Linked DNA regions of Mus musculus: all the other regions are linked to region 1. A link is a contact called in public Hi-C data. All regions are on one chromosome and are shown on one strand. Each heading gives the region's core, a stretch centred on a gene start, on an enhancer-like site or on the middle of the called end of the contact. The rest is flanking DNA. Distances are from core to core; before and after follow the strand shown.

Region 1 (7,585 bases), core at 2,831-5,330:
GTTGGGCATGGTAACCCACTCCCAGCACTTGAGGGTCAAAGGCAGGAGGATCAAGAGTTCAAGGTCAGCCTCTACAAGAGTGGTTCTCAACTTCTGAGTCACAGGAGGGGCAGGGACATCAAATGATCCTTCCATAAAGGTGGCATGTCAGATATCCTGAATATCAGATATTTATGTTACAATTCCCAACAGTATCAGAATTACAGTTATGAAGTAGCAGTGAAGATAATTTTATGATTGGGGGTCAGCATGATTGAGGGACTGAATTAAAGGGTCACTGCATTAGAAAGGGTGAGAGCCACTGATCTAGGATTTAGTGAGTTCAAGGCCAGCCTGGGCCAAAGTGATCACACACACACACACACACACACACACACACACACAAAGGAGCTTAAACAGAGATGCCCTGCATGGTGGATCCATGAAAATCCCATGCCAGGTGCAGGATACCTCCCTAGGGTCTGTTGGCTACAGGGTCCTTAAAAGCCCCAAAAGTGGTAGAGGCTTGTCATTAGCCACCCATGAGAACTAGACAATAAGGCCCTGCTGCAGAAGACACAGAGAAATCAAGCTGGAAGTGATATGGAAGCGTCCTTCCTGCTGGCTAGAGTTCACAGTGCTACTGGAAGGTGGTGTGCAGATCGCTGGGGGGGGGGGGGGGGGGAGTTATCAGTGATCTCACTCAGCGGTGGCCCTGCTTGCTGCGATACTGGCCCACAAGGCAAAGCGTGTGCAGCACTGCGGTAGCGCCATGAGTGGTCCAGGTGTAACCAACCACTTTCTCCTTGGATCTGAGACCCAATCCGTACCGTGGGATTCACAGCTGGTACTATAAGCCTAGCCAAAAATTTATGGCTAAGGGGTCATGGGCCCTATGGGAGAATTCACTACTGATGTTTTCTTAAACAAACATGTAGTCAAACTGCCTTCTTAACATTTCTGTTTATACTCACAGACTAATGCAGCTTTGGCAGAATAAGTCTCTTCTGGAAGCAGGCAACAGTTAAAGCAGAAATTGATAAATGCCCAAATAGCTGCAAATAAGGGAATGTTTAGTACTCAGACCTAAACAAGACATCTCTATCACCAAAGAAAAGGAGGTGATGGAAAGGTTGTAAGAACCAGAAGATAGGGAAGAAACCCCCAAAATGTTGGTTTCTGGAGCATTTTACGAGGTCATTGCAATCACGGACACTCAGCAACCATGGCTACCTGCACAAGACTTTCCCCCAAACAACCCCCAAAAGACATGAAAGCAGGAAGGGGACTCATTGGGAAAGGGATAGGAGTCAGCAAGAGCAAGAAGGGAATAAGAGAACTTAAAGGGGAGCTGAGTGGTGGTGGCGCACGCCTTCAATCCCAGCACTCGGGAGGCAGAGGCAGGTGGATCTCTGAGTTCAAGGCCAGCCTGGTCTACAGAGTGAGTTCCAGGACAGCCAGGGCTACACAGAGAAATCCTATCTCAAAAATCAAAAAAAGAAAAGAAACAAAGAAATCAAAAGAAAAGAAAAACTGAAAAGGAATCAGTTTGACACCAATCCATTGTGTGGAATTCTTTTAAAATTACATTTATAATAATAAAATATAACATCAGAGCAAGTTTCCTATCACATATCCGTGACCATGGAAACTGTCAGTGTACAGGGGGAGAAGAGTGAGGCAAGAGCATCTTACTAGTGTTATAAAAACAGCTTTGGAGAGCAATGAGGGTGGGAGGATCACTGAACATGCCCCAGAGCACCCCTCACAGACCTGCACATTCTATTTTGAGGATTTCAGCTCTCTGCTTTCAGTTGTGACCTCCAGTTAACTCAGCGCTCCTCAATGACAATTACTGTCAAGTCATTTTTTTATTATTGTGAAATATAATACACGCGTAGGGTAGTTGCTTTGCGAGCCAGATTGCTAAAAAGAACAATGGAGCTCAGACTTGGTGGTAGTGCCCCTGTCTCCTGCTTAGAATCCCCCAGTGAGGGGTTAGGGTGTGGCTCAGTGGCAGAGCCCCTGCCTAGAATGCCCCAGTGAAGGGCTGGGGCGTGGCTCAGTGGTAGAGCATCTGCCTAGAATCCCCCAGTGAGGGGCTGGGGGCGTGGCTCAGTGGTAGAGCCCCTGCCTAGAATCCCCCAGTGAGGGGCTGGGGGTGTGGCTCAGTGGTAGAGCCCCTGTCTAGAATCCCCCAGTGAGGGGCTGGGGGCGTGGCTCAGTGGTAGAGCCCCTGCCTAGAATCCCCCAGTGAGGGGCTGGGGGTGTGGCTCAGTGGTAGAGCCCCTGTCTAGAATCCCCCAGTGAGGGGCTGGGGGCGTGGCTCAGTGGTAGAGCCCCTGCCTAGAATCCCCCAGTGAGGGGCTGGGGGCGTGGCTCAGTGGTAGAGCCCCTGCCTAGAATCTCAATATCACAGTGAAGAGCTGGGGATATGTATGGTTCTGGTTGAGTTTGTCCCAAATTCAATCCTCTGTGCTATAAACACAATAAAACAATAAGAAATAAATAAACCCTCTCTCCTGACAGTTACAGCAAAGTCCTCAGAGTTAATCTTCACTATACTAGTTTGGTTCATATATCTTCCCAAAACTGGTAATCACTGTGGCCAAGGAAGTCCTACAGTGATTGGCTCTGTCTGGATTTTGCCTTCTTCCCTGGAGTTGCTGATAGCATGGATATAGTCAGATTTATTCAAATAAAATCAACTGAAACTAAATGGCATGGGAGCTGGGCATAATGGTACACACCTGTAATCCACTTGGAAGGTGAAGGCAGGAGGATAGAAGTTCAAGGCCAGCTCTTGCTGGCCAGTCTTGACGGGGTTACATGAGACCCCATCTGAAAATAAAATGGAGAAGAGGAGGAAGAAAGAGGAAGGAGAAAGAAGAGGAGAAGGAAGATGGAGAAGAGAAGGCAATGGGAGGAGACAGCTTACTATTTTCCTGAGTTGAGGTGGGGAGCCATGTGGATTTTTAGAGGAGAATTTTTTTAAGTTTTTTATTACATTTTACGTGTGGTGTGTGTATGTGTGTGTGTGTGTGTGTGTGTGTGTGTGTGTGCGCGCGTGCGCGCAGATAAATCAAAGACCTTGCCTTCCACGATGTGGGGGGAGGGGGGAGGGCCTGGGGATTGAACACTGGTCTTCAGGGTTGGCAGCAAGGGCCTTAAACCTGGAGCCAACCGTCTAGCCGAGAAGAGCACTCTAAAGAGAGTGCGCAGTTATGTGTGAAAGTCCTAAGATGGAGCTTGCCCAATAACTCAAAAACAATAAATCCATTTCTGCCGCAGTGTAGAGTGTACCCAAACCTGCATACGGAAGGAACACTGCTCCTTCACCCCTGTCCTTAGTGTCCACGCCCTCTCCAGCCTACACAGGAACTTCCTTCCTCTTCCTTACCCAGCTGTACCGTCTTCCACCTGTCCATGTCACTGCGCACGTATCTCTCATCGGTTCTCTGTTCCCTTTACAAGTGGGTGTGATGAAGCTAAAGCATATTTACTTGACAGAAGCTTAATTATTCATCCGCAGGAACCTGCACAGGGAGTTAAGAGAGGCCACGGGTCAGGATGGGGTGGAGACGGGTGGACAAGGAAGATTCTGGGAGGCGGGGTCCACAGTGGGGCCACACAGTGGAGGGACATGGGGTATGGCAAAGAAAGGGGTTATGAAATACAGGTGAAGTAGAGTTCGGGGTGGAGAGAAGTGGGGACTTGGTACGTCAAGAAAAGGACAGAGCGGGAGAAAGGAGAGGGGGTTGGGAAAGGTGGGAGTGAAGGCAGAGACTGCGACAGGAACTGGGACACAGAGAACAGTGAATCAGATGGTTCAGAAGTGTACATATGGAAGTTCAGAGACTGGAGGGAAATCACGCCCGGCGGGCTCCGGACTGCCAAGGAAGTCTGGGGCAGGGGCGTGGCTGGGGGTGTGCATTACATCGGATTCCCCAACCCCTTGAAGTTCCAAGTCTTCTCCTTTAGTCCCTCCTCCTTCTCGGGAGCAACAAGCCCACCTTCCAATCAGAGCCGCGGGCTGGGCAAAGACCAGCCAATGGAGTGGCAGAGGTGGAGCTGGGGAGGGGGCTCACACAGGCAGGGGAGGGGGACGCTGGGCATCGAGGGCTCTGGAACCGCGAAGGGCGAGCCATGGCGTTGGGGCTGCAGCGCGTGAGGTACAGGGCTTCGGGGATAGGATGGTGGGGTCTGGGGGCTCTCTTTGACGGAGCTTTAAGGGAACCCCTCATCTCTGGGGTGTGGCTCAAGTTGAGGACACTGTGAGGCGCCCGATTGGGGACACATCCCGATGCACCCTCCACCTTAGAGGTTTTCAGGGTATCAGGGATTTACCCCCAGAGCTCCAGCTGTCCCGCCCCCCTCCCCTGGAACTGCTTTGGGGTTATGAGCTGCAATTTCCAGATACATCGGGTTCAATCCTCCATCTGGCTGGGGGTGAAACTCCAAGTTCCTTATGGATTGGAGGTGGTCGCGTTTGAGCAAGGAAGACTTCTTCCAAAAAAGTCTTTTCCTCCAAATCCCTGAAAGGAGTCTTCCTTGGCAGTCTAGCTCTTGTGGTGTTAATAAGGGATCCCCAAACTGGAGTTTCTAGGGAGTCCCTGAAAGACACTATTTCTGAATTCCAGGAGAGAGGTTAATTTTACCATGCCCTTTCTAACAGTCTCCCAAGCTTCAAAATGCTCTAAAATGACATGGGGATAGGGAGGTCCTCATTAGAGGCTGTGTGGGACCTAACCAAGGTCTTTTTGCCTTTCAAAGAGTGGAATGATAGCTGGGGAAGGAGATTCATGCCTGTAAACCCAGCACTTGGAAAGCTATAGGAGATTGATGCTTTCAAAGCCAGCCTGGCCTACATGGCAAGTTCCAGACCAGCTTTGGTCTACATTTTCTTGTCTCAAAAAACAGCATTAAATAAGTAGGGTCGCTCCTTTTCAGTACCAACAGAACAAATCTGAGCCACTTCCTGCGATCTGGTTCTGTGTCAATTTCATCTGCCTGGACCCAGTCTGTAATTGAGGGAGGAGGGCCCCACCCAAACCCTATTTGAGAGACATCCTTCCGAAAGATGCCCTGGCTAATCAAGGGAAGGCAGCGCCCTCCTGTGGCTGGACACAGCTGGGGTTATCCTAGGAAGAAGCGGGTTCTGTGTTCACCTTGCAACAGGTGCAGAGGCTTTGGGACCATAGCCAGTGGAGCCCATTTCGCCAGGTTGCCACGGGAGACCCCAGAAAAATTTCCTAGACTCTTGGTATTCCCTGTCTAAATTGGGGCATCCCTCAAGCCTCACCCCTGTCCCTCCTCCCTGGCTTCCGAGATCTGATTGGTTTTTCTCTACACCCAGTTTTTACCCCCTACCTCAACCCACCCAGGCTCGCCCTTTTTCTGGCCCTGTCTGGCCCATCTATTCCAACTTCTGGCCCTGAGCCCACCCGGGAACTCAGTCCCCACCCCTTCTAGGCCATCCCTGGTGCCGCTCGTGACAGCGCCCCTTTATGGTTGTGTGAGGGCCCTCTCCTAACTTAACTAGGGTGTCATCGCTCCCCCCCCCCCACTCCTCCTCCCGTTAGCACCCAAGGCCAGCCCTTTCCTGTGGTGTCATCCCACGCGGCCGCACATCCAACTTGCACCCGCCTCACAGCTGAGCTCCGGGCCCCTCCTGCACCCCCAGGATGACAGTTGGCATCAGAGGGGGCTTGGGTGAGGGTGAGTGGTTACCTCTGGCGCCGTGTGCCCCTTTCTTTCTTCTAGCTTCCGTCTCCAAGCCATCTTACTCTTTGTGGGGAGTATTCATAGGAGATCAAGAATGAGCACACTGCCCTGAATACCCACCTGAGAGCAGGGTTTCCGGGAAAAACAGGACAGATGGCTAGACACCCCACCGAATGACATGAGAACAAGTTGGATCAAGGTCAGAGAGACTCCCCACTGACCCCTACCTTAAGTCCTTTCTCCAACCCAAACCTTGTCCCCTGGCCTCTCAGGTCACCTCCAAGCAATATCAAAGGGGTCAGATGTAAAGCTAAGCCCCCAGTGCACCTCAAACCCTCTACAGTTTTGGCAAGCCCCTCCACCCCCCAGTACCCAGCTAAGAGTCAGAGAGAAGCTCAGAATGTGAAAATTCTTAATGTCTTAATTCCCTGAGCTGTTCGGGGTGAGAAAGAGATGGGGTCTTTTCTCTCTTGGCTAAGACACCACTGGGCCCCAAGTCCCCCTTCCCAGGCCTCACCCTGGGCCCCTAGGCCCCACCCTCTGTTCTCAGTTAGAACACGGAGTGAAGGTGGCAAGGTTCCAGGCGCACGTCCCAGGCTGGGCACACTGCCAAGGGGTTGGCCCAGAGCTGGGCCAGCTAGGGAGATCCGCAGCGGTGCTGGGACAGGAGGAAAGGACTTAAGGCCACCAGGCAGAAAGGAACAGACAGGAGTCCCTGGGGTGGTGGGCACACCTTCTTGAAGAATAACATTTTAGAACACAGGCTCTAAAGTCAGGGTTCAAACCCCCAAGCTTCCACTCCCTGGCCCAGGGATTTCCCTCCCAGAGCACCAGCTTCCAGTCTTGGATAATGGGAGTCAGAACTCTCCCAGTGAGGAAACAGATCTCTCCCCCACCACATACACACACACACACACACACACACACACACACACACACATACACACACACAATGAGGTGCCTGAAATCAACAGACCCTGCTCTTGGGAGCCTCGGCAATTTCTGTCACCCATCTGAGGTGGCTTCCAAAGCAGGAAGGTAATGGTGGGTGCATGGTGGGTATGAAGCTTCCCTGAGAGACAACTGAGCAAGGTAGACTGGAATGGCCATGAGATTACCTCCTGAGCCACCCAGGCTAGCCCTGTCATTGCTCTGGGCCTCAGCCTCTGTCTAAGACAGACTAACCTCGAACTCATCACATTCCAGGATGACCATGAATTCAGGCTCCCTCTGCTCCCACCCCCTTAGTGATAGATTTGCAGGCAGGTACCACATCCTGTGCATGTAGTTCCGCTAGGCAAATGCTCCTCCTGCTGAACTGCATGCATCTCAGGCCCTGTTTCTGTCTTTAAAAATATATATATGACTTTATTTATTTCTGTACCCGTGTGTATAGGGAAGAGGTGTTTGTTTGCCTTTGAGAGTGTGTGAAGGTCAGCGTTCAGTTCTCTAATCCACCGTGTGGGTTCTGGGAATCGAACTCAAGTGGTCAAGCTTGGCCCTGTTCCTACCTTCTCAAAAGGGAGATGATCACTTCTGGTCCATGTGGTTGCTGTAAAGGTGGGGATGGGGGGTCTCTAGTTTCTAAGTGTGTAGCACACCATCACGGTTATTTCATTCCTTTGAGATGTTGGTGTAAAAGCTGGGTATGTGATTACACACTCATAATCACACACACACACACACACACACACACACACACAGACACGTGCATGCATGACTAACTGTATGCAAATAATCGCACCCAGGGTACAAGAGACTCAGACTCTTCAGTCTCTTTTGTTACTGACCCTGGCCAATTGCCAAGCCTCACTTCCTAAGCCTCTGGCATATATTAACTCATTTAATCATCGGTCCACTGGAGGAATCCATCATGGTGATG
Region 2 (7,585 bases), core at 1,592-4,091, about 14 Mb before region 1:
CAGAGGTTCTGGCCCAGGCAGAGTTTGGATTCTTATTCCCTGATGGAATTGGTGGCTCAGGGACTAAAGGCATGCTCTCTTGTTCTGCTGAGGCACGGACTTGGCTGGGGCTGTGCTGTCCTGAGCTTCCCCTGTCTCCCTTAGACTATGCCACTGTGCAGACTGTGGGGATGACCCTGGCCACTATCATGTTCGTGCTGGGGATCATCATCATCCTGAGTAAGTGCCCTCCCCACCTGTGGGTCCCCACCTTAGAGGCTTTCCTGCCCACCCCACCCTATCCCCACTGGTAAAGATCCTGATCTTTGATCTTTGAGGGTTTCCTGCTGGTCCCACCCCATCCTTATCCTTGAAGGTCCTCTGCCTGCCCTGCTCTGTCCTCTCACACCCCGATTGCTCCCTGCTGTCTCTCTCCTAACAGGCAAGAAGGTGAAGTGCAGGAAGGCGGATTCCAGGTCTGAGAGGTGGGGCAGCCTGGGGTCCTGGGATGGAGACCCCTAACCTAGGGCTCGGGAGCATCCCCTGAAGCCTGTTAAGCTTCCTCTTCTCTCCCTATACAGCCCAACATGCAAATCCTGTAAGTCGGAACTGCCCTCCTCAGGTGAGCATGGTTCTGGGGGACACTTAGAAGTAGCAGGATCCTTAGAGGGCTACGTGGGTGGAGGCAGTCTGGGGGTTGGATTCCAGGTCCCTCGGAGGTTGGGGTCACAGAGGGAGAGTTCCAGAAATATCTCAAGAAGGTCCTAAAGAAATGCAAGCCTCGGAAAGCTTGGTGGGGTGTGGCTGGGGAAGTCTGAGAAGTTGGAAGAGGCTAGCACCTGAGAAACCCACACAGGGAAGGGCAGAGCAGGGGAGAGAAGGGAGAGGGAGGGCAGAGCGCAGGCTGCTGAATAAAGACAATCAGAAGCATGGAATACACATTTAAAGATGGGAGTGAGGTGGGCAAGGAATGGTGGTACATACCTCTAATCCCACCACAGGAGGGTTGGAGTGAGAGGGGATGGAGAAAGGGTGAATCTCTGTGAATCCCATACCAGCCAGGATACATAGTGAGACCCTGTCCTAAAAGGGGGGCGGGGGAGGATGCTGCTGGGGAGGATGCTCGAGGCCCCAGGTCTAGTCCTCAGAAATACCTAAACTGCCTGCCCATAATCTCAGCACACTGGAGGTGGAAACAGGAGAACCAGGACTTCGAGGTCAGTCCTAGCTATAGAGAGCATCTGAGAGCAGCCTGGCCTACACACAAGACTGTGTCTCAAAAACAAGCAGAAGAAAGGGTTCTGTCTGGAAGGAAGTGCGGGGAGGAGGAAACTGGTGCAGAAGACAGAAGGGAGGGTCAGCGCATGGAGACAGGAAGACGATAAGATGGAGTGAGAAGGAGGAAAGTTTCGAGGGGCATCCATGGGAGACTTGTTTAAATTTTAGAGTTGTTTCCTTTCTAAGGACTTTTGGGGAGTAAAAACTCTCTTCCTTTTACAGTGTCTTACTGTAGTTCTGGCTGTGCAAGAACTCACTGTGTGGCCCAGGCCAAGCTTACACTCAGAGTCATCCTCCTGCCTCAGCCTCCCAAGTGCTGGGGTTACAGGTGTGAACTATTGAGGTGGCTTCCCATTAAAATCTTATGACAGCCAGGTGGGAGCTGTGCATGCCTTTAGTCCTAGTAGGAGACAGAGGCAGGCAGGTCTACAGAGAGTCCCATGACAGCCAAGGCTACACAGAGTAACCCTGTCTCAATGGGAGAAAAAAAATAAACTTATGACAACGAGTAGTGCTTAAAGAACTAAGTATAAATGGGGGAGACTTCATGAGAAAACTACATCATGTTTCATATATTCTTAATGAGATTTAAGAACATCACGGGTATCTCTCTGTGGTGCTGGAGCAGGATGGAAGGAGGTGTTTGGTCCAGCCTTAGCTGGGCAGAAGAACAAAGGTAGCCTGTCCTGGAGGACACCTGCTAGATGCCTAGGTTGTCTGGAGCATATGTAGAAAAGAAGCCTGGAGTATAGCATGAGGTGGGGGCTCTTCCAAGGAGACTTTAAGCCTCCCAAAACACTCAGGTCAGCCTTGGGTGTCCACCACAGCTGGATTCCCTTTCTCCATTGCTTGAGATGGGGCAGACAGTAGCTATGAAGATTTCCCTGCAGTGACCAGATATCAGGAGTCAGGAAGACATGAGGATCCCCCAAGAGCTAAAGGGCAGCCATCCTTGGACTCTGATTCTTTCCCTCCTTAGGTCAGTAACTTGAGTTCTCTTCTGTTCCTAGCCCCTGGAGGTGGCGGTGTGTAGGATCCTCTGCAGATTTCCACTGCTGTCCCTGGCCAGAGTGCAGGAACCAGAGGACCCAGAGAAGGCGGTGGGGACCCAGCCTGGCGCCAGGGAGTGTGCCCCCAATCAGCCGCCAGACCCACCCCAAGGCCGGAGCCAATGCACCCCGCTCTCCCTCCCCAGGCCTTGGCAACAACGATCCTATTTGTACCCTAGACCCAGAGACTCAGGCCTCCAGCTCCTGGGATCCAGGAGTCCATCCCCAGTCCCCTGGGATCCTAGTGTCCCTCCCTCCTGCATCTCCTGGTCTCCTTCTCCAGGACCTTCCCAGCTTCCCCTCAGGGTCCACATCTTGAGCTTAATAAATGTGCATTCGTTTTTTCCCCCCGTTCTGTCTGTGTATTGTCGTCTGTGGGCACCAGAGGACTGGGTGGGAGGCTGAGTTGATTGTCCTTTTCCCCCCTCCCCACTCCCCCCTCCTTCTCTTCCTCCTCCTCCTCCCTCCAGGGTCTCCTCCCTCTCATTACATCCTTCCTTCCACACCTCACCCAAGGGTCTTCCCTTCTCTGCACCTTGCCCCCATCTGCGTCCCTCAGATCCTCGAGTGGAGGCCACCGCCTTCAGTCCCCCACCATCCTCCTCCTCCCCAGCTCCCACCCCTGCCTGTGGGGCCTGGAAACGAGAGAGGAAATGACTGGGACGCTCTGGTCCCCGCCTGCCTGCGTCCGCGCCCGCCCGTGGCCACACCCTCCACCCTGAGGCAGCTCCCACGCGGTACTCTGACACTTCAGTCTGGAGATCTCCGGCTCAGATGTAAGTCCCTCTTTTGCTCTATTGCTCTGGGCCACACACGCAGGTGGGAAGCTGCTTGGGAGGAGAAGAGAAGGATCTCGATGCCTCTCTGCCTCGTATTCACTCTGTGGGCACCTTTTCTGCCTCAGTCTCCCTAGAGCGCCTCCATTGCGGGCAGACAGGTCCCTCTATGATCTGCCCATCACGGGTGCTGGGCGCGGTGGTGCCTGCAGGGCAGCCGGACACCAGCTCACTTTTTCCTTTGAGAGCAGCCCTGCGTTAGTCACCCTTCCTGTTCCCCTCCTGGCCCCGCTGCTCTGGGCTCCTGCCCTCGAGGGAGCAGACACAGCGGGCCACTGGCTTCCTCCACTCAGGAACCATGGGTCGGGAGGATCAGTTCCAGCTTTAGGAGGAGGGAGCGGCATCTTTGCCTCAGGGGTGTCAGGAAGCCAGGCTCGCCTGATGCTTCTGGCTTTCTTTGGGGATCAGCTCCTGGAAGAAGGGGATGGTGGCCTGAGACGGAAAAAAAAATCTCTCCCCAAAGGCAGATACCAGAGGGTCCTTGAGACCAGACGCCTGCTCCAAAGAGGCTGCGAGGGGGTGGGAGGGTGCGGAGGGGCTATGCCTTACCTTTGCCTCAGCTTGTCCCACAGATGTCACTGTCCAGTCGCCTGTGTCTCCTCACTATTGTCGCCCTGATTCTGCCCAGCAGAGGTAAGACACCACCACCACCACCCCTCGCCCCAATCCAGCTCCAGGAGGCAGCTAGATGGGTGATTGCAAAGCTCAAATACTGGGTACCATCTTCTCACTCTACTCCCTCGCCAACCCCCACCGAGTGAGCGAGCACCAGGAAGTGGGATTGGCGAGGCAGGCTCTGGGTAGCACCCTCTTTGGACACTTTTGAGCTCGGGTGATCCAGAGGGTCTGACTGGAGCCTGTCCTGCTGAGCATCCTCCCTTTCACCTCTGAGAAGAACTTGCTGAGTTTGACTTGGCTGGGAGATTGGTGTCAGTTTTCTACTCGGCCGCCAGGAAACCCCAGGCTCCAGGCAAAGCAGAACTGATGGGTTTTCTGAGAATACAGTTGGGCAAAGGGGTCCAAGCTGGGGCTCAGAGACCCTCACTCTGGCCTGGAAAGTACTTGTAAAAGTGCCCAGGTGGGTGGGCAGTTAGTTCTGTTCTGTGCCTCGCCATGCCCATTTTGTGGATGGAGAGAACTGTTGTTCAGTGAGCACACAAGGCGGGGTGGGGCACAAGAAGAAGAAGGAGCTGCTGATAAGCCCAATGAATCTGAGAGTCAGTAGAAGACTGGGTTGGGGTGAAATCGATAAGAAGATGTGGGACCAGGTAAAAATTGTGGGCTCTGAGCCTGCAGGGTCTGTCTGTCCTGGCATGGGTGTTCACGGGTGACTTCTGGCTGCAAAGGCTGCTAGGCATCTCGGGGGGGGGGGGGAGGAGACAGGGTCTAGCCCATGAAGCATGAGGAGCAAGCCCGTTCCCTCCTTAGCTGTCTGTCTATGGGGCAGAGAGCCCTGCTCCTTTACTAGCTCGTGCTTTTCAGATGAGGCAAATGAGTGGCTCAGGTCACGGAGCGAGGAGGAAGTGGTCGGGAGTGGAATGTGCTCCAAGGCCCTGGTTTACCCCAAACACCTGCACTCTCAATGAGGCTGTCCTGCAAGGGTGTGCAAAGGTCCTGCGGCAATAGGAAGACTTCAGTCACACTCAAGACTGTAGAGTGACCCAGTTAAAGCTGATTCCCCTGGGTCTTCAGTGGGTCTGGCGAGGTGGGACAGAAGACAGGAGAAGGGGGTGAGAGACTCCCTCCTGAACTCTCAGCCTTTATCTCCCCAGGGCAGACACCAAAAAAGCCCACATCCATTTTTACAGCGGACCAGACTTCTGCGACTACTCGTGACAATGTCCCAGGTAAGAAAAGTGATCGAGGGCTGGAGAGATGGCTCAGTGGTTAAGAGCACTGACTGCTTTTCTAGAGGTCCTGAATTCAATTCCCAGCAACCACCCAACCATCTGCAATGAGATCTGATGCCCTCTTCTGATGTGTCTGAAGATAGCTACAATGTGCTCATTCCCATGCATAAAATAAGTAAATCTTTTAAAAGAAAAGAGAGAAAAGGAAAGGAAAGTGATCAATGAAATTCTCACCGTGGACAACACCACCACCATGCTTAGACCAAAGAGGGAAATTTACATTTGTGTAACTGGGAGGAAAAAAAAATAGGGATAAAGATTCAATAATGGCTTGATCTAGGTGCTTAAAAGCTACTACGAGGAACCTAGTACCAACTCTTGCTTCCAGTTGTTCTATGTGGGGTTCAGTCATCCCAGCCAGCTAAAGCTCCATCTTGCTCTGCCATCAGTTGCCCTGTTTGATGTCAGAGGAGGAGGAGGAGTCTCCAACCAGGACCCAGCCACTGAGTGCTGGGCTGACAGGCACCCCTCCATGCCTGGCCCAGGAGTCCTGATTAGAGCAGGCAATAGTGGTTTGTGGTCAGGGAGGTTTGGGAAACTGAGTCAAACACCTTTTTTCCAGGGAAGGCGTCTGAGTCCTGCTAATGGGTGTGGAGGCAAGGGAGATCCAGGCATCCTACATGAGTGCTTATCAAGGAACCTGAATTCCTCTCATGGCCTCAACATGGACCATGTTCAACCATGAGGACCCCAGTTCAATCCCCAGAGCTGTTATATAAGGCCCGCCATAATGGCATGTGGTTGTAAACCCCAAGGTGGGGAGACAGAGGCAGGTGGATCTCCAGGGCTTGTCAGCTTAGCGTACTTGGTGAGTCCAAAGAAGATGAGAGAGCCTGTCTCAAAGAAGGGAGGGCAGGTGGCTCTTCAGGAAAGACACCGCAGAGTGAGTGCCTCTGCCCACCTTGCACACTGTATAGGCAGTTAAGAAAAACATCGAGTTGCTATGGAAACTCTCCAGTCTTCACCTAGGGAAACTCTCTGCTGCTCCCTTCTCACTTCTCTCTCTGACCCTGTTTTTACCCCAGATCCAGATCAAACCAGCCCAGGAGTCCAGACCACCCCTCTCATCTGGACCAGAGAAGGTGAGTGGAGGGGGAGGGGCAGAACCCACACTTGCATCCTTACCCCTGACAGCTGCTGGTCCTCACTCCCTCCAGCACACCCCAGCTCTAGACCCTTGCCAGCTGCACTCTATCCCTTACTTATTTTGTCCAGACATTACTATTTTGTAGCCCAGGGTAGCCTAAAACTCAGGGCAATCCTTCTGCCTCAGCCTCTGGAGTGTTGGCATTGCAGAATGTGCTGCCTGTGTCTATCTACACCCAATCCCATTGACTTAAAAACAAAAATCTCTTTTTCATTGACCCATTTTTAAAAGTTGAGCACTAGATGTTTATAAACACTTCCGGTGAGTGCTCAGCCATAGCTTCTGTTCAGGTCTGGATCTCTTTAGATTTTTTTTTTCTAAATAATAATTATACTTTTTCTTGGAGTATAATATAATTTAGAGTACTTCTTGTAATTTCTTCAGTTAATGATTAGTGATGCTGAAGGCATGGCTCAGTGGTAGAGCCCCTACCTAGAATCCTCCAGTGAGGGGCTGGGGGCGTGGCTCAGTGGTACAGCCCCTGCCTAGAATCCTCCAGTGAGGGGCTGGGGGCGTGGCTCAGTGGTACAGCCCCTGCCTAGAATCCTCCAGTGAGGGGCTGGGGGCGTGGCTCAGTGGTAGCGCCCCTGCCTAGAATCCTCCAGTGAGGGGCTGGGGTGTGGCTCAGTGGTAGAGCCCCTGCCTAGAATCCCCCAGTGAGGAGCTGGGGTGTGGCTCAGTGGTACTGGGCTTATCATGTACAAGATTCTGAGTTCAATCCCAGATAACATAAAAGTTGTTTTATGCCAGCACAAGGAGGCTCTGGCAAGAGGATTAAAAGCTTAAGATCAGCCTGAAGAGACCCAATTTTATCTCGTTTTGTTTTGTTTTTAAAACTACCAGGTGAAGACTGGTAGTGGGCGCACATTTAATTCTCCTGGACTGTTCAAAGAGAGTCCCTACTCCATCCCAGCAAGGTGTCACCTGGTATTTCAGCCTGGAATACCCCCATGTGGAGGGAGCCCTGGCAGGCAGGTCTGGGGAGCTGAGCACATCTCTTCCCCTCAGTGCTCACCCTCCCCTCCTTTCCTTCCACCAAAGCAGAAGCCACAGGAAGCCAGACAGCAGCCCAAACCGAGACCCAGCAACTGACAAAAATGGCCACCTCGAATCCAGTGTCAGATCCAGGGCCACATACAAGCAGCAAGAAAGGTAGAGCCCCAGCTGGCAGTGTTTAATTTCCTCTGTTTGTTCTCTCTCTCTCTCTCTCTCTCTCTCTCCCTCTCCCCCTCTCCCTCCCCTCCCCCTCCCCCTCTGTGTGTGTGTGTGTGTGTGTGTGTGTGTGTGTGTGTGTGTGTGTGTGTAGATGTTTGGAGGATTCTGGGTTAAAGTCAGTGATTCTTTGAGAACGACCTTCTCGGGTCCTTGGTGAAGCTAACTTCATAG
Region 3 (7,585 bases), core at 3,643-6,142, about 10 Mb before region 1:
CAGCTTGGCCTGTGGGAGGGCCCTCTCGAATCCAAGCGAAGGGTTCTTACTGAGGGCCTTCCTGGATGCATGATGGCAGGTCAGCACAAAAGAGGATCCACTGCAGGTCACTTCGAAACCTGAGGGAGAGCAACCAGGGTAAGTCACAAGGGAACAGCTCTGAGACCACCCCCTGGAGACTGAGCTGTCCTAACTCAGGGCTACTCCTGTCTGGGTAGCTCACTTCATTCTCCCCTGTTGAGGCTGTACCCCCCACATCGCCTCTGCAAGCCTCAGTTTCCTCCTCTGGTGTGTGTGTGGGAAATCACCATTTTGGATGTTTCCTGCAGCTCCTGTCAGGTCTCGAAAGACAAAGAGCAGACAAAGAACCTATACACCCAGGAGTCATAGCGATTTCTCTGAAGAAATATCTAGAAGGTGGCAGGTTTTATACTCAAATGTTTTGTTTTCTTTTTCTTTCTTTCTTCTCTCTCTCTCTCTCTCTCTCTCTTCTTCCCCTTCCTCTTTCCCCCACCCCCTCCCCCTCCTTCTCCTCCTTTTTTATTTGGTAGACATTTTCCCCAAATGTAGCCTAGGCTAGCATCCAACCAGTGGCAACTTTTCTGCCTTAGTTTCCCCAGTTTGGAGATTAAAGGTGTGCTTCCTGGTTACTCTCCCCATCAGATATAATGGGTAACGGCTTAATGGCTCAGTGGATAAAAGTGCCTGCTGCTGCTAAACCTGACAACCTGAGTTCAGCTCCTCAGGCCCACATGTTGGAAGGAGACACACACACACACACACACACACACACACACACACACACACACACGCACACACACGCCCACATCCAGACACACAATAAATAGCTTTAACTCAGCCTGAGTAATCCAGGTGGGAATATACTTAAGGCCCAAGAGATCACCTTAATGAATCTGAGTAGGCCTACTGAGGCAGCCACATGGTCTCAGTGACCTCAGTCTGTTGTAGCAATTATTTATCTACCCCACCTTAGATCATTCAGTTCCCAGATAAAAGACACAGAACTTTTATATTAATAGTAAGCCTTAATCAGCACTAGAGCCGCGCAGACAGCCACCTTCTTAGCTATTAATGTCTACTTCCATATCAATAACCCTGAGGTATATCTTACCATGTCCCATCAGGGCAGCTCTTAACTCAAACTGACCAGCCCTCATGGCCATGTTTTCATGATTCACCTACGCTAAGGCGTCTTCTCCTCTCTCCACCATCTTCTTCCTCCTTATGGTTCCTGCCTCGGACCCCAAGCCTGGGAACCAAAACCTCATCTATCTCTCTTCTGCCCTGTTATAGGCCGCAGGCATCTTTATTCTCCAGTATACATAGAGACAGGCAAGCCGGGCGTGGTGGCGCACGCCTTTAATCCCAGCACTTGGGAGGCAGAGGCAGGCGGATTTCTGAGTTTGAGGCCAGCCTGGTCTACAAAGTGAGTTCCAGGACAGCCAGGGCTACACAGAGAAACCCTGTCTCGCAAAAATCTCAACAGTTTTAAATTAGGGAGCAAGGTTTGCACAACAAGAACTGCTAAATTTGAGAATTCACTCATTGGCCTTTGTACAGAATTCAGCATTACAATACATAGCAACAGACCAAGCCTCAACACGGGTCCCTCAGGCCACATGCCTGTTTTGTCTATTCCAAGGACGGTGAGAAGGCAAGCCAGGGGTGGTGATGGGGATGCTCGCGCACGTGATGGATACACAAAGCTCCAGGTTCTCAGTTTAAGAGAACTCCAGACCACAGCAGGGTGCTTAGAGGCACCTGGAGTTCAAATGGAGACCTGTCCCTTTGTAAAGTGGCTGAGCGGGACCTTCAGCTTTCGTCATTGGGACCCACGGAGGCCAGACATGCTGGATCCTTCAGAGCTGGTGCTATGGCTTTAAGCCACATTATGTGGTTGCTGGGGACCCAATTCATATTCTCTGTAAGAGCAGCAAGAGCTTCTAACTAGGGTCATCTTTCTATCCTTCTAAGAGTCCTAGATTTCTCATCCAGGACTTCCTCAGCAGGAAAGTAGCAGTTCCTCTCCTAGGAAGTTGCTGAGAACAACAAATATCTAAAAAGTCAGCCAACCACAGTGATTCATGCCTGAAGTATCAGCACTTTGGAAGCAGAAGCAAGACTGCCACAAGTTTCAGGCCAGCTTGAGCTACACAGAGAGACTCTGTTTCATACCACCATTTCTAGTGCTGGCAGTGTATACCTATAATCTGATGTGGAGGAAGAAAGAACAAGGTATTCTCAGCTACATAGCAAGTTTGAGGTCAGCCTGGGCTACATGGGTCCTTTCTCAAACAAACAAACAAACAAACAAACAAAACAAAACAAAAACAGACCAAAAAATAAAGCAAAGTGAACAACTCCTTCAGAGTAGTGTCTAACACAAACTACTTTTGTGGTGTGACAGGTTTTCTGCATTTAATTTTGATGATGGTGGCTGGAGTACTTGGTGTGTGTACCTTACAAATGTGGTTAGAGAGCGTAAGAGCCTCTTTCCTTCCTTCCTTCCTTCCTTCCTTCCTTCCTTCCTTCCTTCCTTCCTTCCTTCCTAGTCAGGGTCTCACTATGTAGCTCAGGCTGGCCTTCCCTCATCTCCTGCTTGGCTTCCTGAGCTCTGGGATTACAGGCATGTTGCCACTATGTCAGGAACTAGGAGTTTCTTTATCAATCTGGACAAGGGCCTGTGGTCTCTTTTCTAGTCTCTTCCCTTATTGTGCGTGTCCCTGTGTGCACTACTCTCTTCCTGAGACCTTGGACTCGATTCATGACCTTCATTCTCTAAAGTAGCTTTCCTCTCTCAGCGAAGTCATTCCCTGGCTCACCAGACCTCAGGACAGTCCAAATCCCTCCATCCAACTCCACGTCCGCTGCTGCTGACCCTGTGTTTCCAGCTCCACTTTGCCAGTTCTTTAAAAAGTCTTTACTGTAGATCTGCTCGGTACTGTCTGCTTTCATGGCACTGGCCTGCATAACGTGCTCACTAGCATTTGTAGCTGCTTCGATTCTAGAAGCCAACACTGAGATCTGTCCTTGGGCTCCATTATCACAACTCTGGCTACTCTGGAGTCACTGTCTGGAGGCACAGAACCACTGGCTTCTGTGTCAAAGCCAGGCCCGAGCAGAAGCTGTTCTCTCTATTGCTGGAAGCTAACTAAGTAGGGTACTTAAGGCATCTGGCTGTTTGAGATCAAGGAAGTGGGACCGCAAAGAGCAGGGTGGCTGTGGTGACTTGTAATCAGGTGATTGTCTGAGATCTGGGCTGGTTTTGGGGGCTGGAGACCCTACCGGTCCTTGTGCAGCTTCAGGAGCCTCTTCACATCCTCTTTGCCTTTGGGGGCTGGGCCAGCCTTCTCTAAGGCCTCCTTCAGGAGCTGGCTGTTCTTCAGGCCATAGACATGAGGGAGAACAGGCTCCACAGCAGAGGGTAGAGGGGGAGGGGGAGGGGGAGGGGGAGGAGCAGGAGGGGGGGGAGGGGGCGGCAGTGGGGATGAAATAGATGTATGGAGACTACAAGGAGGGGATGGTAAAGCTAGGTCCGGGGGATTTAGAGGTAAAGGAGGTGGAATGTTGGTGTCTGGGGTCTCATGAATTATTGGAGAGATTGTGGGTTTTAGGGGGAAAGAGCATGGAGAAGTCATTTGGGGTCTACAGGAAGAATAAGAGGCTCTCCCCAAATCTCCCAAGGATGGAGATTTTCAGTTTTTAAAGGAACTGGATGAGAGATATTCAGGCCTGCACATTGAGATCTGTAAAAAAAAAAAAAAAAAAAATTAAAACTGGAGTTGATAGCAGAATATGGTGTCTGGCCAGTTGTTCTGGGAGAACCTGGGCTAGTATTTGAAACAGTGGAAAGAGAAACTGGGCTAAATCAAATGCTGAAGGATCCCGAAGGGTGGTCTGTGCTATGGGGCTGGGGCTACATTAGAAGGGACATTTTGTAGGTGTCATCTCATCTGCTGTAGCTAAGCTAGTTTTGGTCACTTCTGTTATTCGGAGGTTCAGATCTGTTGTGAGGTGTCTAAAGGATGTGACTTGCCTACTTTTTGCATTGCGGGCCTGAGTTTGAAACCTTGACTTTACGAGCTAGGGTTAAGAGGTTACAAAAAAGGCACGTGGGTGAGAAAACAGCCTAATGGTGGGCGGGTCATGGGCTTAGCGGGGAAGTATGAGAGTCGCAGCAACTCAGCGATCAAAGGCCAACTAAGTTGGTATAAACCTATCAATTTAGGAACTTAGGAATCTGCACAAGCGCCTCCCCAGGAGGAAATGACGTCACCCGGCCAGCCTCCACCTGTCCTTTCCCATCCCACGTGATAGAACTCGCAACCAGCACAACGCTCTTGAAGGTCACGTGATACTGGCGGAAGGGGAAGAGGTGTGGCTTCCGAAAGGCAGTCTTAGAATGCACCAGAGCTCTAACCATGTCCCAATTGGCCAGAAGCTCGTGCCCTTCTTTGATTGGTCCGTTCCCTCGCGTCCAGGGGGCGGGACCCCAAGTGTTCCTTTGGCAGACGCTGAGGCCGGGGGAGAGACTCTGAACTTACCGAGTTTGCCCGCCGTGATTAGCTCGCGGAAGGGAGAAGCCGTTGCCGGGGAAGATAGTTGTGTGTCTGTGCAGCGTAGCTCGGCGGGCGTTGTCGGCGGGAGCGACGGCTCAGGTGGTGGGTTCCCGCGGGTTGTAGACGCTGCTCGGCGCCGGGGAGGCGGGTGGAGCACTTCGGGAGGCCTCTCTTTGAGAGACTAGGATGTTCCAAGTCGGCCCCTACTTTCTTAACTGGCTCCGACATCCGGGGTCTTTTTTCCTCCCGGGACGCCTTTCGCGCACGTGGACTAATGGGAAGCGCCGCTCGGTGTGCTCCGCCTGCCGGGACTCGTAGAGCATTCTGGGATTCGTAGTTAACCTCTCTAGCTCTCCCTTAGCACGCGGGTTGGAGAAGCGGGGGCCTGTGCTGGCTTTGTTGCTAAGCTGTGACATCCTCTTCCAATTCCGGTCTTACTCGACTTCCTCTTGGAAGGGCGATCCCTGAGCATCAGCCCTTTGGAACAAAGAATTTGGGAAACTTAGGGCTAAAGTCGCTTTTTCCTCCTCTTTAAGCCGTACCTGAACATCTCACACCATGGCCACCATAGCCACCATGCCAGTTCCCGAGACCCGTGCCAACCACACTATTTATATCAACAATCTCAATGAGAAGATCAAGAAGGATGGTGAGTTCTTGGGGTAGCCTGACTCAAGGTGATATCACAAGAGTTGACCCCTTTTCACCTCTAGCATCCACATTTCTTTTTCAGCCTTCCCCATTCTGTCTGTTAGGAGTTAACTTTGGCCTTTGTACCTACTGGTTCCTTGGTTTCACCCTAGGTTTTACACTCTGCCCTTTAATCTGCGCATTGTTAGTGATCTTCCAGGTTTTAGCTCATAGGTCCCTTCTTCCTTTGAAGCCTTCCAGGATCGTTCTTGCCATCAGTCTGCTTTCATGAGACTGTCTCTGTCCACTGACCTCTGGGTGGTGGCCTCAGTGATTGACTACAATGCAGATGACACACAGGAGGGATGGGCAATGGATGGCTTTGTGATGTGGGTGATTGTGCCGCGTTCTAAGTCTTGACTGTCTTTAATTCTCACAAGCCTCTCAGATTAAGTAGTTGGAATTTGGGTGGCATAACTTGCCTGGGATCAAATAGCAAGAAAAATGAGACAGAAATGTGGGGTTCTGCTTAAGCAGATTCTTAGACTGGGCTGGTTGGCAGAGGCTGTAATTCTGTTCTTCAGGAAGAGTGAAAGTTTGAAACCATTTGGGACAACATGGCCAAAGCAGATAAAAAAGAAACCAAAGACAAACGGTTTCTTTTAGGGTGTGGAGGTACAGGGCTGTAATCCCAGTACTCAGGAGACTGAGGCAGGAGGAGCTTGAGTTCCAGACCAGCTGAGGCGACATAGCAAGACCCAGTGTCCAAAAGGTTTGAGGAATGTAGCTAGTGTTAGTCTTGCCTAGCAGGAGTAAGGATCTGGGTTCAAATCTCAGCAACTAAGAAAATCAGCATGGCCTGGAGAGAGCTCTGTGGTTAAAGAATGCTGCCTGATCTAACAGAGGATCTGGTTTTGATTCCTTGCCTCCAGGGAGGTTCGTAACTGTGTGTGTCTCCAGTTCCAGGGGATACGACATCCTCCTCTGGCTTCTGCAGGCAAAAAAAAAAAAAAAAAAATCCACACATAAAATTTTTTTTTTTTAAGATTCTTTTTAAATAGAAATCCCTACCAAATAATTCAGTTCTTGTCTGGAAGTAAGGCCCATAGTTAGAAAGTTTCTGCAAAGACTGAATCCCGGCACACATTTTTAAAAAAGTAAACACAAATGACTATTTTTATGTATTTATTTTGTGTGCATCTATAAATGGATGCATGAGGGTGGTCAGGACCCCTCTAGAGAAGCCTTTGTCTTTCAGCTGTTGAGTTCCTGAGATCATATTCAGGTCGTGAAGGCTTGTGAAGTGGATGGATGCTCTACTGCCCTTGCACTGGCCCCTTGGTGCATTGCTTTGTGGAAGTAATTCAGAAGTTAAGGAAGGGTAAATACTGGTTCTTATGACCAACTGGAGAAAAGTGTCGTGGGAGGACTGGGAAATGACTCAGCTGGTACGCATGCTTGCCTGTAAGCCTGACTTCCCAGGTCCCACTGTGATTGACTTCAGGTACCTGGTGCTCCTGCCTCAGGCTCCTGAGGGTTGGGATTCTCGGGTGGGGCCAGCATGTCCAACTGACAGGCTTGTAGCTGTTAGTGGTGGTCGGTAAGTGGACTTGTGATGTCAGCAGGAGACAGGGTAAGAAGAGGGCCATAAGGGGACATCTGGACAGTGAAGTTGGAGAGAGCTTCCTGCAGGGAGGCTGCAGATTTATGCTGAGACTTAAGTGGCTAGAGGGGCAGTCATGGAGATGTCAGGAGAAGGGCATTCAGTGAAGAGTACAACGGCTGAGGTGTGGCGGACACTAGGAGGCCGTGCTTGTGAGTCAGACTGAGACAGGAGAATTGTTGACAGTTTCAGGCTATAGAATGGGATCCTACCTTGAATAAACAAGTGAAGGAAGGAAGGAATCGATGGCATGTCAGGCTTAAAGGCCTGGAAGGTTAGCTTAAGAGTGAAAAGAAGTGTTTGTTATTTGAACAGCAAGTTTGTAGTAGGTATTATAGCTGCCCACGTCTTGTAGGACGTAGACATGTCCATTTGAGTGGCTATTGGCTGTTTCTGTTACTGTGGGCTTTGAGATGTAGCATTTCTGGGTATTCAGTCAATTGGCTGGTGGCCCCTTATTTGGGCTGACATTTTGGTTTTGTGATTTTTTTTTTTTCGTTTTTCTCTCCCCCGCCCCCACACCCCCCCAATCCCCAGCCAGGGTTTCTCAGTGTAGCCAATCCTGGCTGTCCAGGACTTGGTTTGTAGACCAGACTGGCCTCAGATTCTCAGGGATCTTACTGCCTCTGCCTTGCAAGTGCTGGGATTAAAGGTGTGCGCCACCATGCCTGGCTGGTCCACCTCTGAGGATAGTGCAAGTACCAGGACACAG
Region 4 (7,585 bases), core at 1,502-4,001, about 10 Mb before region 1:
TTGCTTTCATTGCTTTCTTTATAGATGAGTGGGTTGAAGCTCATAAGCTAGAATAGCTTAGCTTCTAGTGAGGAAGTAGCCTGTGAATGTGCACAGTGAGCCAGGTGGGACAGTGCCTAGCCTGAGGCCAGACGTTGAGTGTTTGCTCAGTACCTGGGAACCCTGGCTGTGGCTGCTAATCAAAGAACTGCCTTGTTCTCAGACCTCAGCACAGGAAATTCCAGGGTGGTTTTCTATACTGGCTCCTCTAGCTTGGTCTCTGGAGGGTCCAGGTACCTAAAACGACTTGAAGGTGGAATCAGATAGTCCAGCCTGCCTATCTGCGTCTCTAGTTATCCAGGGGGTGATCGCTACTTGGAATTGCCTGAATTGCTTTGGGCTCGAGTAGGCATTTTCTTTGGCCCATAGCCCTTACCCTCTCTCTAAAATGGTACTGGCTGGAGAACAACCTTGGGGAGTGGGTGAGGGTGAAATTTGGTTTGGGGCGGAGACAGGATCGAGAACACAGGTTTCCTTGATATTCAGCCTGGAAGGAGGGCAGGAGGAGCCCAGAGACCTCGTTCTTCACTTGGTCATTCTCAGTCCATGATGGTGTGGTCCCCAGTGCTCCTTGGCATCGTCGTCTTGTCTGTTTTTTCAGGGCCTAGCAGGGCTGATCGAGCTATGCCCAAGCTGGCTGACTGGAAGCTGTGTGCGGACGAGGAATGCAGCCGTAAGAGTCAGGGAACAAGGGAAGGGGGCTGAAGGCTTGGACTGCTAGTCTGTTTTGCAGTTGCTGTCATTTCCTTCTCCCTCCCCAGATCCTATCTCCATGGCTGTGGCCCTCCAGGACTACGTGGCCCCTGATTGCCGCTTCTTGACTATATATAGGGGCCAAGTGGTGTATGTCTTCTCCAAGTTGAAGGGCCGTGGGCGCCTTTTCTGGGGAGGCAGTGTGAGTCTTCAGAGAGTGATAATGGGAAGGGTGTGGGGTTTGTTTGGGTTTGTAAAGCCTTGTTTTCCATATGAAGGGAAGATTTGGGGGGAGGGGAAAACGAGATTTGGGGGAAGGAAGGACATTTTATTACTTATTGCATTTTTTTTTTTTTTCTTTAGAAATTACAGAGAAGCTTAGCGCCAAAGCTCTTTTTCATACCCGGGATACAACAGTGAACAAAGGGGTAGAGGCAGGCAACCAGCAAGCCATCAAAAGTGGCAGCAAACATGACATTGTGAGGATTAGTTGTAGTGGCAACATTCTATCCATGAGCAAATGGCATTTAAGCTGAGATTCAAGTAAGAGGGAAGATTGTACACAGGCGTTCAGCAAGCATAAGTGCCGTTTCCCCAGATGGACTTTTAACTTCTTCTCCAGGTTCAGGGAGGTTACTATGGAGACCTGGCAGCCCGCCTGGGCTATTTCCCCAGTAGCATTGTCCGGGAGGACCTGACTCTGAAACCTGGCAAAATTGATATGAAGACCGATGTGAGTGTCTTGGGGGTGGAGGTGGGAGTAGGATGATAGTTCCTTTATTTGCTTACCTGTTTATGAGAAGTAATTATTTTTGTTGTTGGTATGTACCCAAGCTGGCCTCAAAATCACTAGCCTCCAGTTTCAGCCTCCTGAGGGCTGCTGAGTTTACAGGCCCTGCCCAGTGCTGAGTGATCTCTAATTGGGAAATGGCAGAGGGTGCAGTACTGGAAGCTAATGTGTTCATTTCTGGGTGATCAAACCTAGTCCTTGCAGCTATAACTTTGTTAGAACCACTAGGCGCATTGCAATGTCATCACTGGTTGGTTTTCTATCTACTCTTTTTCAGCAATGGGATTTCTACTGCCAGTGAGCTCAGCCTACCGCTATCCCTGCAGTTACCCTTCCGGCTCTATGCAAATACAGCAGCCAATGGCAAACTATTTGTCTCTTTGGTTTTTGGGGTTGGGTGGGTATGTGCAAAGAATGTTTCACGGGTTTCTGAATATAGCCAATTAATGCCCTGAATGTTGTAACGTCAGTGGCTACTAGGCAGAATTTCACTTTGCAAGCCCTTTGCTCCAAGGTAAGGTTTGGGACCCCCAAGCAAGGGGGTAAACAGTACAATATATGTACGCTTTCCTCTCTTTTAAAGGGAGTTGAATCATTGGTATGAGCCAATAGATCCCGAGAAGCGCATAGAACGTACAGTTTTTTTGTTTTGTCTTTGTTTTGAGGGTTTCTCTATGTAGGCCCTGACTGTTCTGAAACTCACTATGTAGACCAGGTTGGCCTTGAACTCAGCGATACATCTGCCTCTGCTTCCTGAGTACTGGGGTTGAAAGCATGCGCGACCCCAGAGCCCGACCAACAGAGGTTTTTCTTGTAGATAGGGATAAATGTGCGCGTGTCCTCAGCTTTCCTCTTTCCGGTCTATGGGGTTAGAAATTACACTCAGCAGCCTGAGATCCATTCTTCCAACTCTGTCCATCCTGCCCTTGCTCCTTCTTGGCATTCTTGTCCCCGCCCCGTGCCTACGTATAACCAATACGGAGTCTAGTCTCTGCTCCCCGATATTTGACCAAATCCGTTCCACCGCTAGGGCAGCATCTCTGCCTCCGCCCTCTCCCACTTGCTCCACCAATCGCTCTTCTATGTCACGCCCCTTTTGACTCGGCCCCTCTCATGCCACCAATCCGCGCCGCTTATCCCGCCCACTGCCTCCTGAATCCACCAATCACTGCGTTGGGCGAGCGTGGCCTGGTATCCGCAGCTCCGGAGGCTCGCGCGGGAGGGGGGGGGGCGGTGAAGGCGGAAGTGGCGGCGCCGGGTCCAGAAGTGGAAAGGAGCTGAGGCTGCAGCCCGAGTGGAGCGGCTGCCAGCCGAGGAACAGGCGCGGCTGCGGCGCCATATTGCGGCCCTCAGCGGTCGCCACTGAGCCATGGCCGAGACCTACGGTGAGGCTGATGGGCCGAAGCAGGGGGGGCTGGGCCCGTAGTGGATGTGGATGTGGAAGTGGGGCGGGGCTTTCTGGTCAGGTGGGCGGGGTCTGCCCGGATACGGGGCAGGGCTAAGTGGGTCTGGGGCTGAGCTAATCGATTTGGGTGGAGCTTGAAGAGGCCGCTGTACGGGTTAAAAAGATCTAGGGCGGGATTTAAGGGACCTAGTCTTGGTAGATTAGGGTAGGGGGTAGGCCTTGAAGAGGGAAGCAAGCCTTCCTGGGCGGAGCATGAGTGGATAGGGCGGGGCTGACGGTGACCAGCAAGGGTCAGGTTTTATGGACTACAGAGAGAGCCTCACAGATGCTGTGCACCCTGCACACTCTGTGGGCTGATCTGGTTTGAGAGGGCTGGAGTGATGTTCTTGAGTTATAGATTTGAAACTTAGCGTCAAGAAATGCGGCATAAGTTTAAGGATAGAGGCCAGGGGTTCTGGACAGAGGATGGGGAGACAAGGTTCAGAGTTAGGCAATCAGTATGGATGTACAGTGTCAGGTGGGTAGAGGTAGGTTGGAAGGCAGTAGAAATCTCTGACGACAATCAGAGACAGCTCCATTCATTGAACACTCATAGAAAAGCCACAGAATCTGGTGCACACTTACCAGAGGAGGTAACCAGTTTAGGACATAGGCCCAACGTCAGAGGCCTTGACAGAGTGAATGAGTGAGAGGGGGTAGGAGGTGAAGTGAAGAGGAATGGAGGTCAGATTTAATTCTTGTTGAAATGGCTTTTGAAATGCATCAGGTAAGGTCTTGCATTGTGGAGACCTTTAGTTTGGGTTTGTAGCTTAGCTGTGCCTAGCTGTGTAGTCTTGCTTTCGTCAGTTAACCTCTCTGGCCTCATTTTCCTAGTCTGGAAAGTAGAAGTCCTTAGTATACTTCCTTCTTTCCTTTTTAAATATTTATTTAATGTATATGAGTACATTGTAGCCGTATTCAGAGCCACCAGAAGAGGGCATTGGATCCCATTATAGATGGTTGTAAGCCACCATGAGGTTGCTGGGAATTGAATTCAGGACCTCTGGAAGAGCAGTCATTGCTCTCAACTGCTGAGCCATCTCTTGAGCTGTATAATTTTATCTTTAGAGCTTTATTTATGATTAAATGAGTCTTTAGGACTGTGATGGGCATGTATATGGTAAACACTATATAAAAATAATTTTGTGTGCTATAACCCTCTCATTTGGGAAACCGAGGCAGGAAGACTGCTTCAAGTTAGAGGTCAGCCTGGACTACAGAGTAATACTCTTTTTCTTTTCTTTCTTTCTTTCTTTCTTTTTTTTTTTAAGACAGGGTTTCTCTGTGCAGTCCTGGCTGTCTTGGAATTCACTCTGTAGACCAGGCTGACCTCGAACTCAGAAATCCACCTGCCTCTGCCTCCCAAGTGCTGGGATTAAAGGCGTGCGCCACCACTGCCTGGCCAAAGTAATACTCTTAAAATAAGAAAAAGAGAAAGAAAGAAAAGTGCAGTGTGCTGGCACTTCCAGCAGTGGGTAGGCTGGGGCAGCAGGATTGCAGTTCAAGACCAGATAGTGAGTCCCTGAGTAGGAAAAAGACAGACAGACAGACAGACAGCAGTGGGTAGGCTGGGGCAGCAGGATTGCAGTTCAAGACCAGATAGTGAGTCCCTGAGTAGGAAAAAGACAGACAGACAGACAGACAGACAGGAAGGAAGGAAGAAAGTAGAGGATGGCAGCACAGTCTTTTAGAGGCTGAGGTAGGAGGAGTGCTTGGAGTTTGAGGACAGCGAGGTTAGTCTGGAATACATAGTGAAGCTTTGTTTCGAATATCAGTAATAATAATGAAAAAAGAAAAAAGAGTCCTCTTGAGCCCAGTAGTGGTGCACACCTTTAATCCCAGCGCCCAGGAGGGCAGAAGAGGCAGGGGAATCTTTGAGTTTCAGGCCAGCCTAGTCTACAAAGTGAGTTCCAGGACAGCCAGGGCTATACAGAGAAACCCTGTCTCAAAAAAAAAAAAAAAAAAAAAAAAAAAATCATCTTGGGCTAGGTTGGCTAGCATGCAGGATTTCCCAAGTTCTATCAACAGCCCTGCAGACTTCTGGATTTTTTTCTTTTTTTAAGTTTTCCTGTTTTCTTTTCTTTCTTTCTTTTCTTTTTTTAAATGCATGCTGTATTTATACTTTTGTGTAAAAGTATACTTTTTTATTATTATACATAAGTACACTCTAGCTGTCTTCAGACACACCAGAAGAGGGCATCAGATCTCATTACAGATGGTTGTGAGCCACCATGTGGTTGCTGGGATTTGAACTCAGGACCTCTGGAAGAACAGTTAGTGCTCTTACTTGCTGAGCCATCTCACCAGCCCAAAAGTATACTTTTTTGTATTTATACTTTTGTGTATACTTTTCCTTCTGACTTTCTGTTTCTTCTCTTATTCCCTTTGTCTTTCTCTCCCTCTGGATATCTTCGGCACCATCTGCTCAGACTTCCTCTTCAAATTCCTGGTGATTGGCAGTGCTGGAACTGGCAAATCATGTCTTCTCCACCAGTTTATTGAGAATAAGTGTGAGTTTCTGGCAGGACCCTGGAACTGCGGATGTGGTCATGGTGTGGGTCAGTGGGGCAGCAGGTGGGGTAGGTAGCAGGTACCATTGACTAAAGCTAGTACTATAGGCTTGCCTCTAGCTTTGGTGGATGGTCTTTGCTAAGTTCTCTGCCAACCCAGCAGTGAGAATTGGGGTACAGAAAAGGAGGAAGAGGTCTGCAGGATGGGGGGGATTCCAGGAGCCCCTGCACTGCCCCCCCACCCCGTTTCCCTCCTACTCTCAGTCAAACAGGACTCCAACCACACTATCGGCGTGGAGTTTGGATCCAGGGTGGTCAACGTTGGGGGGAAGACTGTGAAACTACAGATTTGGGACACTGCTGGCCAGGAGCGGTTTCGGTAGGTAGCCTGGGTTCCCAAGGAGGGGAGAGGGAGGAAGGGGAAGAAAGGTGTGTAGTAAGAAGGTAATGATGAAGTAAGAGCAAAGAGATGCTGAGCAGGGCAGGCAGATGGGGGGTGGGGCAGGGGAGGGGGTGGGCATATTCAGCTCCTGGAGAATCTAGTCTCAGCATATCAGCAGCTTTTAATTAAGTTATGTGTAGATTGAGATTATGTGAGGTATGGAGAACCCAGAGACAGAGAGAGGGTGAAGGAGAAGACAGGCATGTGACAAGGCCTACATTCACAGTAACTGTACGCATCCCTCAAGATTGGTGACAAAGGGAGTTGGCCTGCCTCAGACATCAGGGAGGGACAAGTAGAGGTTGTATAGCACTTGGTCAGGACAGGCAGATGGGAGATAATCAGAAAATGCTCCCTGAGTGAATGAATGAAAGAGGGAAGGCCAAAGTGAGCACTGCCATCCCGAGGACCTAAGTTTGAGCTCCTGAACCCATGTGGTGAAAGGAGAGAAGCAATTGCTGTAAGAGTCCTCTGACCTTCACAATGCGCGATGGAACACGGACACCCACCTACATAAAAGAAACAACGTGCCAGCTTGCCTAGGATATGTTGGATGGGAGTCAGCCTGGGTGAGATAGCATGACCTTGAATTAAACTAAAATGAAGGGTCAGGGTGTAGCTCTGTGTAGAGCACTTACCTAACATGTGCCAGGCCCTTGGCTCCAATCCCAAGAACCTACGGGTATGGTGGCGGAGGCAGGGAACCTGAGGCCAGCTTGGACTATAGAGTGAGACTCTCAAAAAGCCAACCTGAATAATACTAATTGAGAAAGACTCTGAGGCCGAGAAACTGTATCTCAAGAAGATGGAGGTCAGGCTCTAGGGAATGGGCCAACAGTAAAGGGGGCCTCCGAACCAGTAGCCTCTCTCCACAGAGGGGGGCAGTCCTGGGGCAGATCCCAGCCTTGGGGGTGACTGGGTCCCCCTGGCCTCACAGGTCGGTGACGCGGAGTTATTACCGAGGGGCAGCTGGAGCCCTGCTGGTGTATGACATCACCAGGTGGGTGCAGGGCCTGGGTGGCGTGGGAGAGGCCGGGCCTGGGTGGCGTGGGAGAGGCCGGGCCTGGGTGGCGTGGGAGAGGCCGGGCCTGGGTGGCCCCACTCCTGTGCTGCCTCCCTCTTTTGTCCACTCTTCACAGCCGGGAGACATACAACTCACTCGCTGCTTGGCTAACTGATGCCCGGACACTGGCCAGCCCCAACATCGTGGTCATCCTCTGTGGCAACAAGAAGGACCTGGATCCCGAGCGTGAGGTCACTTTCCTAGAGGCTTCTCGCTTTGCTCAGGAGAATGGTGAGGGCTGTGCTATGGCTCAGATGGTAGATGGAGGGAGGGATGGCCAGTTCACTGTGGCCCATGTGCCTCTTAGCTTTGGCTGGAAGGTTGTACAGCAAACATGGAGGCTTCAGCAGGCCTGGTTTGACGCTAAGTGCTGAGTCATGTGACTGCCGTGTCTTCAGGTTCAGCTGGAAGGGGGATGAACAGTCTACTAGCCTGGGGTCTGCCCGTCACACCCTTAGCTCTTCCTGGTACAGAGTAGCTGCTGATAAACTTCCCCCACGATGGGGGAGGCAGCATAAAGCAGTGGTTTAAGGTAGATACCACAAACTCAGGTGGCCGTAGGGATGGATTACCTTTGTAAATAAAGGAGATGAACCAGGATGGG

Evidence for each region. Hi-C and Micro-C count contacts between places; a contact is called where the count stands out from the background.
Region 2: a Hi-C map of B cells shows a contact between it and region 1, with 5 read pairs. The contact joins the promoter of Fxyd5 here to the promoter of Hif3a in region 1. A contact is called at or near these places in 2 of 39 promoter capture datasets (cranial neural crest and second pharyngeal arch cranial neural crest) and 1 of 484 Hi-C or Micro-C datasets (B cells).
Region 3: a contact with region 1 is called in a Hi-C map of B cells, with 6 read pairs. The contact joins the promoter of BC024978 here to the promoter of Hif3a in region 1. A contact is called at or near these places in 1 of 39 promoter capture datasets (cranial neural crest) and 1 of 484 Hi-C or Micro-C datasets (B cells).
Region 4: a contact with region 1 is called in a Hi-C map of B cells, with 5 read pairs. The contact joins the promoter of Rab4b here to the promoter of Hif3a in region 1. A contact is called at or near these places in 1 of 39 promoter capture datasets (cranial neural crest) and 1 of 484 Hi-C or Micro-C datasets (B cells).

The regions. Positions count from the first base shown.
Region 1 is chr7:17,058,922-17,066,506 of GRCm38.p6, reverse strand. Hif3a (hypoxia inducible factor 3, alpha subunit) reads left to right here and starts at 4,080. Exons shown (of 15, transcript NM_001162950.1): 1 at 4,080-4,151. The coding sequence starts at 4,126.
Region 2 is chr7:31,037,587-31,045,171 of GRCm38.p6, reverse strand. Fxyd5 (FXYD domain-containing ion transport regulator 5) reads left to right here and starts at 2,841. Exons shown (of 9, transcript NM_008761.4): 1 at 2,841-3,082; 2 at 3,715-3,775; 3 at 4,915-4,989; 4 at 6,078-6,134; 5 at 7,244-7,351. The coding sequence starts at 3,715. It overlaps Fxyd7 (FXYD domain-containing ion transport regulator 7), which reads left to right. Exons shown (of 6, transcript NM_022007.1): 3 at 145-219; 4 at 422-464; 5 at 561-601; 6 at 2,268-2,657. The coding sequence ends at 2,290. The region is part of intron 2 of Gm38984 (a long non-coding RNA gene); the gene reads right to left. Mir7050 (microRNA 7050) reads left to right here and starts at 4,855; the gene lies at 4,855-4,914.
Region 3 is chr7:27,193,088-27,200,672 of GRCm38.p6, reverse strand. BC024978 (cDNA sequence BC024978) reads right to left here and starts at 4,892. Exons shown (of 7, transcript NM_001243888.1): 1 at 4,566-4,892; 2 at 3,307-3,767; 3 at 51-119. The coding sequence starts at 3,659. It overlaps Snrpa (small nuclear ribonucleoprotein polypeptide A), which reads left to right and starts at 4,402. Exons shown (of 7, transcript NM_015782.3): 1 at 4,402-4,682; 2 at 5,117-5,229. The coding sequence starts at 5,139.
Region 4 is chr7:27,174,049-27,181,633 of GRCm38.p6, reverse strand. It overlaps Rab4b (RAB4B, member RAS oncogene family), which reads left to right and starts at 2,751. Exons shown (of 8, transcript NM_029391.2): 1 at 2,751-2,907; 2 at 5,396-5,476; 3 at 5,741-5,855; 4 at 6,856-6,918; 5 at 7,058-7,212. The coding sequence starts at 2,892. It overlaps Mia (melanoma inhibitory activity), which reads left to right and starts at 485. Exons shown (of 4, transcript NM_019394.3): 1 at 485-712; 2 at 801-934; 3 at 1,355-1,465; 4 at 1,800-1,893. The coding sequence starts at 589. The coding sequence ends at 1,823. It overlaps Mir3101 (microRNA 3101), which reads left to right and starts at 5,541; the gene lies at 5,541-5,628.